Linked DNA regions of Muntiacus reevesi: region 2 is linked to region 1. A link is a contact called in public Hi-C data. All regions are on one chromosome and are shown on one strand. The core of a region is the stretch at or near the end of the contact, and the rest is flanking DNA. Distances in the headings are between cores, read along the strand shown.

What was found. Hi-C and Micro-C count contacts between places; a contact is called where the count stands out from the background.
Region 2: a Hi-C map of blood shows a contact between it and region 1, with 5 times the contacts expected there. The contact joins the promoter of B4GALT7 here to the promoter of LMAN2 in region 1. A contact is called at or near these places in 2 of 3 Hi-C or Micro-C datasets (blood and muscle).

Annotation. Positions count from the first base shown.
Region 1 is chr1:216,691,457-216,698,238 of mMunRee1.1, reverse strand. It overlaps LMAN2 (lectin, mannose binding 2), which reads left to right and starts at 3,050. Exons shown (of 8, transcript XM_065918270.1): 1 at 3,050-3,310; 2 at 3,478-3,596. The coding sequence starts at 3,106.
Region 2 is chr1:216,960,851-216,967,632 of mMunRee1.1, reverse strand. It overlaps B4GALT7 (beta-1,4-galactosyltransferase 7), which reads right to left and starts at 2,621. Exons shown (of 7, transcript XM_065918308.1): 1 at 2,458-2,621; 2 at 571-726. The coding sequence starts at 2,507.

The DNA of each region.
Region 1 (6,782 bases), core at 1,801-4,300:
CCCTGTGGAAACCTTCCTGACTCAGGCCCACCCTCTCTCATCTGGTCATAACACCTTACTTCACCTGTAACCTCCCTCCAGTCTCTCTCGCTGTAGCCAAAGAAACTCATGATTGGTCACCCCCATGCTTAAAACCATCCCATTGCCTTCTACTCCATAGTTGGAATTGAAGGCTGTTTGAGTTCTGGCCTCAGCCATACTCTTTCCCCTACCACTCCTCAGCCATTCCAAACTGTAATTCCTTTTGCCTTCAGGGATCTTTCCTGGTCTTTGCATTTCCTGTTCCCTTTGCTAAGGGTGCCTTTCTGGTAAACTCCGACTCATTCGTCAGGGTCTCTTTCCAGATTCTAGACCAAATATCCATTCTTTTACCAATTACTTATTAATCACCTTCTGTGTGCCAAGCACTTTTCTAGATGCTGGGGATTCAGTAGTGACAACAGCTGATAAAAACCCCAACCCTCATCAAGGTCCAAGTGTATGCATATGTCCTTGTTTGCATGTGTGTGCTTTGCTTAGTCGCTCAGTTGTGTCTGTTTAAATATGAATATTTCTTTGGGAGCGTATGCCTCTTGGAAGAGGACTTTTGTTGTATATACATCTGATGTTGTTGTTTAGTCGCTAAGTCATGTCTGACTTTTGTGCCACCACATGGACTGTTCCCCACCAGGCGCCTCTGTCCATTGGATTTCCCAGTCGAGGATATTGGAGTGGGTTGGCATTTCCTTCTCCAAGGGATCTTCCCGACCCAGGGATTGAGCCCACATCTCCTGCATTGGCAGGTGGATTCTTTACCACTGAGCCACCAGAGAAGCTCCATATAATTTTAAAAGGATGTCTTCCTACTTAATCCTGAAGAAGTTCATTCATTCAAAAAGGCAACTTCTTGAGACTTCCCTGGCCGTCCTGATCTCAGGGAGGCAGCAGTGAGTGGTGGCAATAAGTGAGATCTAAATTCCCTACCCAGTAATTGAACCTGGGTAGCCTGGGTACCAGGAATCTTAATTGCCAGACCAGCAAGGGCTAGAGGGTAGAAGCTATTTTTCCCTGGATCTTTGCCCCCAGTGAAAAATGCACTTACCACAGAGGCAGAAACTGTAAATGCAGGTACAGAGTTTATTATTGGAGACATAACACAACAACAAGTGGGAGAGCAAACAGAGAAATGTTTTGTTAAGAAGAAGCAAGGCAGAGATACAAACTGGAGAGAAAGGGTGTGGGCGTCCCCATTAGTGAAGAGGAACACAACAAACAGGCAGTTAAGCCATTTATATAGGGCAGTTCTTCCAGGTCTTTGTCTTCCTTCAGGCCAATTATCTGGTTTCTTTTTTCACACCTGGCCTACTCTGGGATACTCCCCTGGGTGCGCTTGCACCCTTCAGCCAAAATGTATCTCTAGGTGAAGACTTCTGACAGGAGCAAGACGCACTATGGCCTGGCATTATCCCCTGATTTTTGACCCACAAGCAGTCTTTCTGCACAGGTGTAACATCTCCCTTGTCCCAAAAGAGGGGGGAACGGAGATCCTACAATCCTTTACTCAAACAGGATTTTGTTCCTCTTTGTCCTTGCCACGACTGTTACCTTAAGGTGTTTACAAGAGGAAAACACTGGTTATTTACCCTGTTTCTGCTGTTACTTCCGTTTTGGAGGGCAAACAGTAAGCTGGTTGTAAATGCCTTAACTGGAGTCCACCTATCTCTTGTCTCAAGAAGTGCTAACAGTTGTTAGTATCCAGCCTGAAGCCCACTTCTTCATGCCCTATGAAATGCAATTGTATTGTAATGCAGTTGTAAATGTCTAACCTGGAGCCCATCTATCTCCTACATTGGTCCAGTGGCTAAGACTCTGTCCTCCTAATGTAGGGGTCTGGGATCCATCCCTGGTCAGAGAACTAGGTCCTGCCAACTAAGAGTTCACATGCTGCAACTAAAAAAATTCCCACATGCTACCACTAAAAACTGAAGATCCTGTGTGCTGCAATTAAGACCTGGAGCAGGCAAACAGTTTTTTTTTTGTTTTTGTTTTTTTTTAAGATGTGCTGTTGAGGCAGAGAACAGCAATTTAAAAGAGAGGGGGCCAACTTTTTAAAGGAGCAAGCAACCAACGATTCCACCCTGTGATCTATAACAGGGGTTATTAATTCAAGTGTCTAGGGGGCCAGGCAGGTGCTGTAAATTAGTGGCCAGAGTGGACAGGAGCTTTGAAAAATAAGGCATTTTTAGCAGGGCATCCCCATGACCCAAGTGTGGTTGGGTCTTCTGATTTTTCCTGAGAAGCTGGAAATTTGGGTTTTAAATAACGATTTATCTCGATTTAAAATATTAGTAGTTGAGCCATTTACCGAAATAGCACCAGTAAGAGCTCTGTTCAGCTGTGGGCCACCTGTTTCCCACCTTTGGTCCAGTCAGCATCGCTGGATCTTTCACGGAGGGGACCCGCTACAATCATTTGGATATGAATGGGCCCCAGCCATCACAGGGATGGGACTTCGGGCCTCCTCCTTCTGCTGAAATCCAATTGGGCCTGACGAGCAGTGGACGCCACCAAATAACAGAATTCTAAGTTTGCAAAGGCTTGGAGCCACAGACGAAAAAGCCCCGCCTGAGATCTATACGGCGCAGAAGTTGGAATTCAGGCCTCCACCTTCAATTTAGAACTCCTCTCTCCTCTGACTGGGAAAGATTACCCCACAGAGCTGACCAGTGGCCAGAGGTCAAGTGTTCTAGGGGCCCATAAAAACTACAAGTTCCAGCATGCCCCGCTTCACAGACGACCCCGCGCAGCCGGCCTACACAAATCATCCTTCCGCTCCCCGTTGGCCCGCAAACCGAACGTGCTGTTCCATGATTGGTTGCTGCTCTTGTCGCTCCTAAGAACCCATTGCTGAGGCTGGTTGACAGGTGTCTCGCAGTCGCCAAGGCACTCGACCAGGATAGGGGGCTGCTTAGCAAATAAAGCCGTCGTCCACTCGGCAGCGAGCCTTTGCTTTTGCTGGGAGTTCCCAGGTGACACTAGGGTTGGTGGGTTTCGGGCCGGAGGCTATTAGATGGAACACCCGGAAGGCGGAAGTCCTAGGACGGAAGTGGCCGAGAGGGACAGAGAATGGCGGCGGCGGCGGTAGCAGGCTGGATTTGGCTCTGGGGCTGGGGCTGGCGGTGCCCAGGGAGGTCTGGGCTTCGCGGCCCCGGCCCAGGCCCCACTATACTTCTGCTTTTCCTCTTGTTGCTGGGGCCGGTGGCTGCGGATATAACTGACGGCAACAGTGAACATCTCAAGCGGGAGCATTCGCTTATCAAGCCCTATCATGGTGAGGCCTGTTGCGGGAATGAGTTTAGGGTAAGGTCGAGGCTGGACGGAGTTGGGGAAGGGATGCTCTTTCTTCTGATCAGGGCAGCCCTGTGGGTTCCCTGCCTCGGCAAAGCTAGTCCTGGCCCGGCCTCTTAGGCAGCTGTCTGTCCTTGTCTCTGTCTGCAGGGATCGGTTCCAGCTCCACGCTCCTCTGGGACTTCCAAGGAAGCACGATGCTCACGAGCCAGTATGTGCGTCTGACCCCTGACGAGCGCAGCAAAGAGGGCTCTATCTGGAACCACCTGGTGAGTGGTTCCTAAGAGGGGAGGCAGACCATGAAGTAAGCCACTGCAGTTAGTCTTCAGCAGGCCTGAGCCTGATTTGAAGGCCCCCCTGCTCCCCCGCCCCCTTGGTCCCTTGCCTTAGTACTTGCCAGTAGTAACAGGTGATGGCTGTTGAAGTTACCACATGTCAGGAGCTGTTCTTGACACTTTGTGCACCTGTTTTTTTATTCCTTCAAAAGTCATGTAAAGTAACTGATGTTATCTCCGTTTCACTGGCTGAAGAAGCTAAGACTCAGTTGAAAGTGCCTTGCTCAAAGTCACATAGCCAGCAAATAGTGGAGCTGCTTCAACTGAACCCTCCCATTAGTGGGATAAAGGGAAGGAGTGGGGTCTTTATTGGGTGTTTTATGTGTGTTGGGCACTGACTTTAACGTGCCTTATTGCACTTAGTTCTCAGACTGATATAGATGGCTTTCGTGACTCTGCATAAGCAGAGCAAACATAGACAATAAATGGCTGTAAACAACATTTAAGTTCTGTCTCATCTCCAAGTCCAGCCATTCACTTGCTACACTTGACCGCAGCCTGGATGGTGGAGGAACCCATTAAAAATCTTGCAGACATCCGTCCTCTTTTTCAGTGCTTGATTGAGGGTCTGGCCATCAGTGGACTCATGGGCAGTTTTAGTTTCTGTGACCTTTGCTGCAGAGGTTATGGACCTTCAAGGGTTGCAGGCATGTCATACATAAGCAGTGGCCGAGATCTGCTGCTGCACAGACACCACACCAAGGAAGGTCAGGAACGGGTGCAAGGGGAATAACTGGGGGCAGAACCTACTCCTCCCTTCAACCTGTCTGATCCCAACCCTTTCCATGGCCTAAGCAGTTGGCCAGTGTCCTAGTTTTATCCATCACCCCGCTCTTTGGTCTCTCTGAATGACCTCCCCATGTAGTTCTGAGAGCCCACACCATCCTTGTGTTGCCTCGTCTGCGTGTGGCTTCTCCTCCTCCTCTCTTTCCTGCCTGGGGGATCCTTGCTTAGCTTTCACTCTGATCCTCAGAGCCTGGGGTCTCCTGTGAACGGATAAACATGCACTGCGTCTGCACGATCTGGCCCCCAGTGCCTCGCATCTCCAGTCCTCCTCTCGGTTAATATTCTCCCAACTTCTCTGGCTGCCGTTTTGCCTCAGGACCTTTGCACTTGTAGCTTCTGTCTGGAACACCATCTCCTGGCTCTTCATGCTTGCTTGGTTTCTCCTCACTTGTTAAGTTTTAGTTCGAGTGCCACCCACTCAGAGAGTACTTCAATAACTACCCTGTTTCCCCTGGAGTCACATTCTCTCACTTTATTCTGTCATATAACTTTAAAAATTTTCATTTTATGTTTGTTTGGCTGTGCCAGGTCTTCCATTTCGGTACAGAGGTCTTTGATCTTGCGGTATGCAGAATCTTCCCTGACCAGGGATCGATTGATCCTGAACCCCCTGCCTTGGGAGCGTAGAGTCTTGGCCACTGGACCCCCAGGGAAGCCCCTAATTTCATTTTATATTATGGCTGATTTACAGTATTGTGTTAGTTTCAAGTATACAGCAAAGTGATTCATTTATACAAATATCCATTTTGTTTTCGGGTTCTTTTCCCATATAGGTTATTGCAGAATATTGAGTAAAGTTCCTTGTGCTGTATTGTAGGTCCTTGTTGATTGTCTGTTTTATATATAGTAGTGTGTATTTATTAAACCCCAACTCCCAATTTTTCCCTCCCCCTACTACTTGTTCCCTTTGGTAACCAAAAGTTTCTTTTCCAAGTCTGTGAGTCTGTTTGTTTTGTAAATAAGTTCATTTGTATCTTTTTTTTTTTTTTTCTCTTAGATTTCACATAGAAGTGGTAGCATATGATATTTGACTTTTGATGTCTGGCTTACTTCACTTAGAATGATCTCTAGGTTCATTTATGTTGCTGCAAATGGCATTATTTCATTCTTTTTATGGTTGAGTAATATTCCACTGTATATATGTACATTTTCTTTATCCATTTCTCTGCTGCTGGACATTTAGGATGCTTCCGTGTCTTGGCTATTGTAAATATCACTGTGATGAACATTGGGGTGCATGTGTCTTTTTGAACTATGATTTTCTCCAGATATTTCCAGGAGTTGGATTACTGGATCATATTGTAGTTCTGTTTTTAGTTTTTTAAGGAATCTCCATGCTGTTCTCCATAGTGGCTATACCAGTTTACATTCCCACCAGCAGCATGGGAGGGTTCCCTTTTCTCCACACCCTCTGCAGCATTTATTATTTTTAGATTTTTTTGGTGATGTCCATTCTAACTGGTGTGAGGTGATGATACCTCATTGCAGTTTTTTTTTTTTAATCCTTAGGTAGTTTTTTATTATATCCTCCCAAAGATCATATGATGAGAGTCAGAGCAGTGGTATAAAGTGTTAAAGAAGTTCAGGAGAGAGTTGACTTATTGTCTTTAGGCTGGGGTGGATGTGGCTTCACGAAAGAGGTAGCAGTTAAACAGAAGGAGGTTCCTTCTTTCCCAAGAAACCAAAACCCCTTTTGCTTTCTCCCATACGTACATCCATTAAGAGCACTCTTCTTTGCCAAAAGAAAAGTTTGAAGTCATCTGAGGCCATCAAGGAATTACAGGGCAAAAATCATGATAGGGTTCCAGTTTTCTTCAGCATGCAGGGTTATCTGCTCCCTCACGGAAGCTACACTAGTGGTGGCTGTGCTCTCAGGTTCCACACCTGGGCCAGTGGAGGCAGTTTCCTGGCAGGTCAGTGGTCGTCCCTCCTCCCCCAAGGGGGCCTGCTCAGGAGCTGGCGTTCCTCTCCCCAGGTAGGCAGCAGCCAGCGTCGCTCTGGGGACCTGGAACATCACCGCCACTGCACCCAGAAAAGATAGAAAAATGATACCCACCCCTCCCTCCCTAACCTGCCCCCTGCCCCGAACGGCTCTTTGACTACCCTTGGTGGTGATAGCAGTGGCGGTGGCCAACTTGCCCCTCTGCCCCTTGCCCATGGCGCCATCTCCACACTGGCATTAGCGTGGACTCAGCCCCAGTAAGTTCTGATTTGTATGTCTCTAATAATGAGCGATGCCGAGCATCTTTTAATGTGCTTTTTGGCCATCTGTCTGTCTTCTTTGGAGAAATGTCTGTTTAGATCTTCTGCCCTTTTTTTTTTTTTTGATTGGTT
Region 2 (6,782 bases), core at 1,372-3,871, 270 kb before region 1:
CCCCATCTCCAGTTGCTCCCTGCCACTCACCCAGTGCTACACACTGAGCAATTCAGCTTCTCCACTCACCGTATTCCTTCCGGCTCTAGCCCTCACAGAGTCTGCTGCTTCTGCCTAAAATGGCTTTCCTTATTTCATCTGCCTGGAAGCACCCCATTGATCCTTCAAGGCCAAACTCCAATGCCATGGCCAGCACTGTCCCCCCTACTCCCACATACACAACAGACTGAGATACATACTCCCTCCTTTGTGTTCCTGGAGTACCTGGTACCGCCCTCCTTGAAGCAATTAAGAGTTCTGAAATCACCTGTGTCCCCGCCTGCCTTCTTCACAGGTAATCAGATTCACAGCTGTGTACTTAGCACCAGTCATACAGCAGAGGGCTTGCTAAGTGAGTTACAGGAAGGGATCAAGCATTCAGGGCATGCTTGTCACACACTAAAGTCAGACCAACTCGTCTCTCTCCAGAGGCACAACTGCCAACTGGAAGCAACCCTGAAGCCAGGCCCAGGTCCCACACACAGCAGAGAGGGAGTGTGGCAAGACAACCTTGCAGGACTTCTGACTTACCCCCCATTGTCATGTGGTGGGGGTTTCCGCTGGGGAGGAGCAGAGGCCAATCCTGCTATTGGCCTGGGAAGGCTGGAACCTCTATAGATTCTCCCTCTGGGCTCTTGCTGGGGGCAGGGTAGAGACCGGGGAGATGGACATGAGGAAATATCCCACCTTCGGGAGAAGAAGCAGTGACTGTTATCCAGGGGTGTGGCATGGATTGGGCCCTCCATGCACTTTCACCTTCTGTCCCCTCGGTCCTACTAGGATCACATTCCCACAGACACTCTCTTCCTGTGCTGCAAGGGCCCAAATCACTGAACAACTGAATTCAGAGCTGAATCCCAATTCCTCAGGACAGTGAACACTGACAATTGCTCCTGGTGACACCTGGTGGCAAGCTCCAGATCTGCAGTCTCAGCAGCTACCAGGCCCAGGGCACCCTGTTTCTGGCGGCGGGGAGGCAGAGCAGATGAGGTTTTGTCTCCTTCATCAATATGTGTCCAAGGCTAATAAGAGGGTGATTCAAACCCAGACAGGCTGCTTCCAGAGCCAACACTCTTAACTGCTCTCTCAGTATGCATCTGTTGCATGGATCTTTGTACCCCTGTGTCAAAAGCATGAAGTGATACCAATAAAGTTTTGTGGAATATGGCTGTCTTCCTAAAATTCTTAGGAAGAAATTAGGAAATGGAAATTCTCCATAACCTTTCCTTTCTTCCCTCGCACAAACCTTAGTGACAGGTTTGAATACTCAGCTGCTCTGATTACAGCACCTCCAAACTGCAAAAGTAACTGGAAGATAACTGGCACCTTCTCTGTGCCAAGCATAGTGTCAAGACTTCTATATATGTGTGATCTCCTTTATATCTTCATATAGACCTGCAGAATAGATATGATGATCCCTGTTTCAGAGATGGAAGAGCTGAGGAGGAAGGTTAAGTTGGCTCTGGTCACAAGGCTATTAAAGAGGATTCCGGTCCAGGCCTAAATCCACAGTCTAGGCTTTCTACTATATTCCTGTCTTCTTACTTCAACACCAAGTCTTAAAAATTCCCAAAGATAAAAGAGTTGTGCTCGCTATATAAAGTCTTTGGGCACCTTTGGGCAAACTTAACAGACATAGAGGGAAAGAGGTGTCATTCACCAGGTGTAGAGCCACTACCATGTGTTCTGAGAAGACTTGAGGGTACACCTCAAGACTGAAGTCTGGGCGTCCCTTCCAATCTTAATGGCCAAACAGCTCATCCCCATTCTGCTTTAGTGACAACCACTAACTGAGGTCTGGGTCAACCCCACACCTAACACACGGGGCAGGCCACATTCAAGTACAGCTGCACCGGAAATGAACTAATGCTAAGTCTGAGGAGAACTCAGTCCCAGTCAGGCAGTGGGCAGCAAGGCAAAGCACAGAGCTTCTGTCTGGTGTATTCTTCTGGGGGGCCAGCAAAGAATGGGGAAGCATAAGTGTAGGGTCTGAGTCTACAGGCATGTGATGGGGGAGGCAGAGGCCAGAGAAACGAAATACAGACCTTCTGAAACCTGGGACAGACAAAGAGATCCACTGAGAAATGTCAACGGACTCTAAGACCCGCATAAAAACTGAAGTCAATGGAAAAACACAGAGACTCATAACGAGAGAGACTCGCACAGAGGGACAGAAACTCACAAAGGGAAATCAAAGGAGAAATACAGACCTGCTGAGAGACGGAGACTGGTAGAACCAGAGACGCAGAGAGAAACAGAAACCCAAATACAGACAGAGACCCCCAAGGAGAAACACAGACCCTCAGAGAGCCCCGCAGAGACGGAGTCACAACGGCCTCGGGCTCCTAGATTCCTCGCGGTGGCCCGGAAAGAACTGGCACCCGGGAGGACGGGGACCGGGCCAGCCGCCGAGCTCACCTGCCGTCCTCCCAGGGCAGTTGCGCCGCTTTCCTCCGGGAGGGGAACATCGTTGGAGGAGGCGGCGGCACATGGGGACAGAGCTCCCAAGCCGGGCCAGCCCGGCCTCCCTGGCCTACGCGGCGCCTCCTCCTCCCGCCCTGCCTAAGCCCGTACGCCCCGCCCCTTGGTCCGTTGGATCCGTTGCTCCGTCGACGCCGTCTGCTCCCAGAAGCTGTGGTGTCAAAGGTTCCGCATCCGAAGGAAGACGTGAATGCGCAACCGCCTGAACTGGTAACCTTCCGGGGATCGTTGGAGGTCTCAAGAAGTTGAGGCCCCGGAGAGCGCTCAAGTCAACGGGCTGGGACTGGATTTAAACTCCAGACTTCCAAACCAGCGCCCTGGGATAATCTGCATCTTCCTCCTCTTCCCAAGGGAAGGCGGGGAACGCGTCTGAGTAGTCCTGCCGTCACCCCAAGTGCATTCTTTGTCCGCAACAAGCTTGGAGGTGGGCAGGGCCAAGCTCAAGGCTGTCTTGCGTTCAGCCTACTACCCCAAGTAGTAGTTTGGAGACTGGTATTAAAGACAGTTTGACTGGATTTGAAACCTGACTCTCCTAGTTTGGTTGTTTTGGGGGCAAGACTCAATCAGCTTATGTTTCCTCACCTGAGTATATAAATGGTTCCTGATATATATGATTGCTGTGAGGATTAAAGGGGAAATGCACACACTTGGTACAGTGATGGACACAATAATCAATGCTATATAAATGACAGCTGTCATCCAGGGGAGGAGTATTTCGTGGAGCTGAGTTGAGAACTGAAGAAGGGAGTAAAATTGATCTTCCCATATTGGCCTTGTCAACAGTGGGAACTTAGCCCCTGCCTGGGCCAGCTTTCCACCTAGGAAAAGAGAATGGGAAAGTTATTAGACTTGATCTCCTCTGTTCTTCCAGGCAAACGTTAAGGTTTCTAATAAATAGCTAATAACATCCATTGAGTTCTTACTATGTGCCAGTCATTTTTCCAAATTCTTTACTACTGCTATCTCTGTCTTTATGTGTATTGTACTTATGCCCTCTTTAACAAGTGAACTAAGGCATGAAGAGGTAGTTCAGAATATAAGACCTGATAGTTTGGTTGCACAGTCTATGATCTCAACTACTATTTCTGAGAGGACTTCCCTATGTGTAGGAAATTAATCATTCCCAGCAGCCCCTTTTCTCCCTTTAACCTAGCATACAACCCACTGGTCCCTTCCTTCTGAGCTCGCCCAGGTCACCATCAGTTCAGTTACTCGGTTGTGTCTGACTCTTTGCAACCCCATGAATCGCAGCACACCAGGCCTCCCTGTCCATCACAAACTCCCGGAGTTTACTCAAACTCATGCCCACCAAGTCGGTCATGCCATCCAGCCATCTCATCCTCTGTCCTCCCCTTCTCCTCCTGCTCCCAATCCCTCCCAGCATCAGGGTCTTTTCCAACGAGTCGACTCTTCACATGAGGTGGCTAAAGTATTGGAGTTTCAGCTTCAGCATCAGTCCTTCCAGTGACACCCAGGACTTATCTCCTTCAGGATGGACTGGTTGGATCTCCTTGAAGTCCAAGGGACTCTCAAGAGTCTTCTCCAACACCATAGTTCAAAAGCATCAACTCTTCGGTGCTCAGCTTTTTTCACAGTCCAACTCACATCCATACATGACCACTGGAAAAACCACAGCCTTGACCAGACCGGACCTTTGTTGGCAAAGTAATGTCTCTGCTTTTTAACATGCTATCTAGGTTGGTCATAACTTTCCTTCCAAGGAGTAAGCATCTTTTAATTTCATGGCTGCAATCACCATCTGCAGTGATTTTGGAGCCCAAAAAAATAAAGTCTGACACTGTTTCCACCGTCTCCCCATCTATTTCCCATGAGGTGATGGGACCAGATGCTATGGTCTTAGTTTTCTGAATGTTAAGTTTTAAGCCAACTTTTTCACTCTACTCTTTCACTTTCATCAAGAGGCTTTTTAGTTCCTCTTCTCTTTCTGCCATAAGGGTGGGGTGATCTGCATATCTGAAGTTAATGATATTTCTCCCAACAATCGTGATTCCAGTTTGTGCTTCTTCCAGCCCAGCGTTTCTCATGATGTACTCTCCATACAAGTTAAATAAGCAGGTTGACAATAAACAGCCTTGACCTACTCCTTTTCCTATTTGGAACTAGTCTGTTGTTCCATGTCCAGTTCTAACTGTTGCTTCCTGACCTGCATATAGGTTTCTCAAAAGGCAGGTCAGGTGGTCTGGTATTCCCATCTCTTTCAGAATTTTCCACAGTTTATTGTGATCCACACAGTCGAAGGCTTTGGCATAGTCAGTAAAGCAGAAATAGATGTTTTTCTGGAACTCTCTTGCTTTTTCAATGATCCAGCGGATATTGGCAATTTGATCTCTGGTTCCTCTGCCTTTTCTAAAACCAGCTTTAACATCTGGAAGTTCTCGGTTCACATACTGCTGAAGCCTGGCTAGGAGAATTTTGAGCATTACCTTACTAGCGTGTGAGATGAGTGCAATTGTGCGGTAGTTTGCACACTCTTTGGGATTGCCTTTCTTAGGGATTGGAATGAAAACTGACCTTTTCAAGTCCTGTGGCCACTGCTGAGTTTTCCAAATTTGCTGGCATATTGAGTGCAGCACTTTCACAGCATCGTCTTTCAGGATTTGAAATAGCTCAACTGGAATTCCATCATCTCCACTAGCTTTGTTCGTAGTGAAGCTTTCTAAGGCCCACTTGACTTCACATTCCAGGATGTCTGGCTCTAGGTGAGTGATCACACCATGGTGATTATCTGGGTTGTGAAGATCGTTTTTGTACAGTTCTTCTGTGTATTCTTGCCACCTCTTCTTAATGTCTTCTGCTTCTGTTAGGTCCATACCATTTCTGTCCTTTATTGAGCCCATTTTTGCATGAAATGTTCCCTTGATATCTCTAATTTTCCTGAAGAGATCTCTAGTCTTTCCCATTCTGTTGTTTTCCTCTATGTCTTTGCATTGATCGCTTATCTCTCCTGGCTATTCTTTGGAACTCTGCATTCAAATGGGAATATCTTTCCTTTTCTCCTTTGCTTTTCACTTCTCTTCGTTTCACAGCTATTTGTAAGGCCTCCTCAGACAACCGTTTTGCCTTTTTGCATTTCTTTTCCATGGGGATGGTCTTGATCCCTCTCTCCTGTACAATGTCACGAACCTCTGTAAAACCTTGACAAATCCAGCCTTGATTTAGCTGATGACAAAGGCAAGGGTGACCCCTGCAGAAACCAGTCAGGTAAGGCCAATGATGGAAACTGGGAGATGGGACCAGCTTGGAAAGCACAAGCCCACCTTAAGGGGACTGTTCAACCCAGCTAATTGTTGTCATCTCAGAATGAAGGCCCTCTAGTATCAGATGTACCTCAATAAATCAGATTTCATGTAAAAATCCAAATTAATAATTTTTTAAATAATTTTATTTTTTGACTGTGTTGGGCCTTTGTTGTTCTTTGACCTGTCATCTGGTTGCTATAATAAGCGGGAGCTACTCTCTAGCTCTCATTGCAGTGGCCTCTCTTGTTCTGAGCACGGGCTCTAGGGCTCCCGGGCTCTAGGGTACAGGCTGAATAGTTGTGGCACATGGGCTTAGTTGCTCCTTGGCAAGTGGAACCTTCCCAGATCAGGGGTCAAACCCATGTTTCTTGTATTGACAGGCAAATTCTTCATCACTGAGCCACAGGGAAGCCCCTTAACTAATTTTAAACTATGACATCCAGTCATGTTGATAATTAAGACTCTTAATATGATGGGATGAGAATGACACTTTCTTTCTGTGCGCTCTTAAAAACCCAGGGCCCCAGTCTAATCATGAGAAAAACATCAGAGCACTTGCAATTCAGAGAAATTCTACAAAATACCTGACCAGTACTCCTGAAAACTGTGAGGTCAATAAACAAGCAAAGTCTGAGAAACTGTCACAGCCAAGAAAGGCCCAAGGAGAAAAGACAATTAAATGTAACAATGGTATCTCCTACCTGAGCTCTTGGAACAAAAAAGACACAAGTTAACAACTAAGGAAATCTGCATGAAGAGTGGACTATCCCTATTGGTTCACCCTAGAGAAATGGCAACCCACTCCAGTATTCTTGCCTGGGAAATCCCTGGTGGTCTTATATAACTGTAATGACTGAGCATACCCCTATTGGTTGCTTCATTTTTAACAAACATACCATCCTACTGCATGGTGTTAATAATAAGGTTAACTATCGTCACAGTTTTTCGATCATTTAAAACTGTTCTTAAATTTTTTCCCCCCTAAATGTGGTCTAGGTAGCA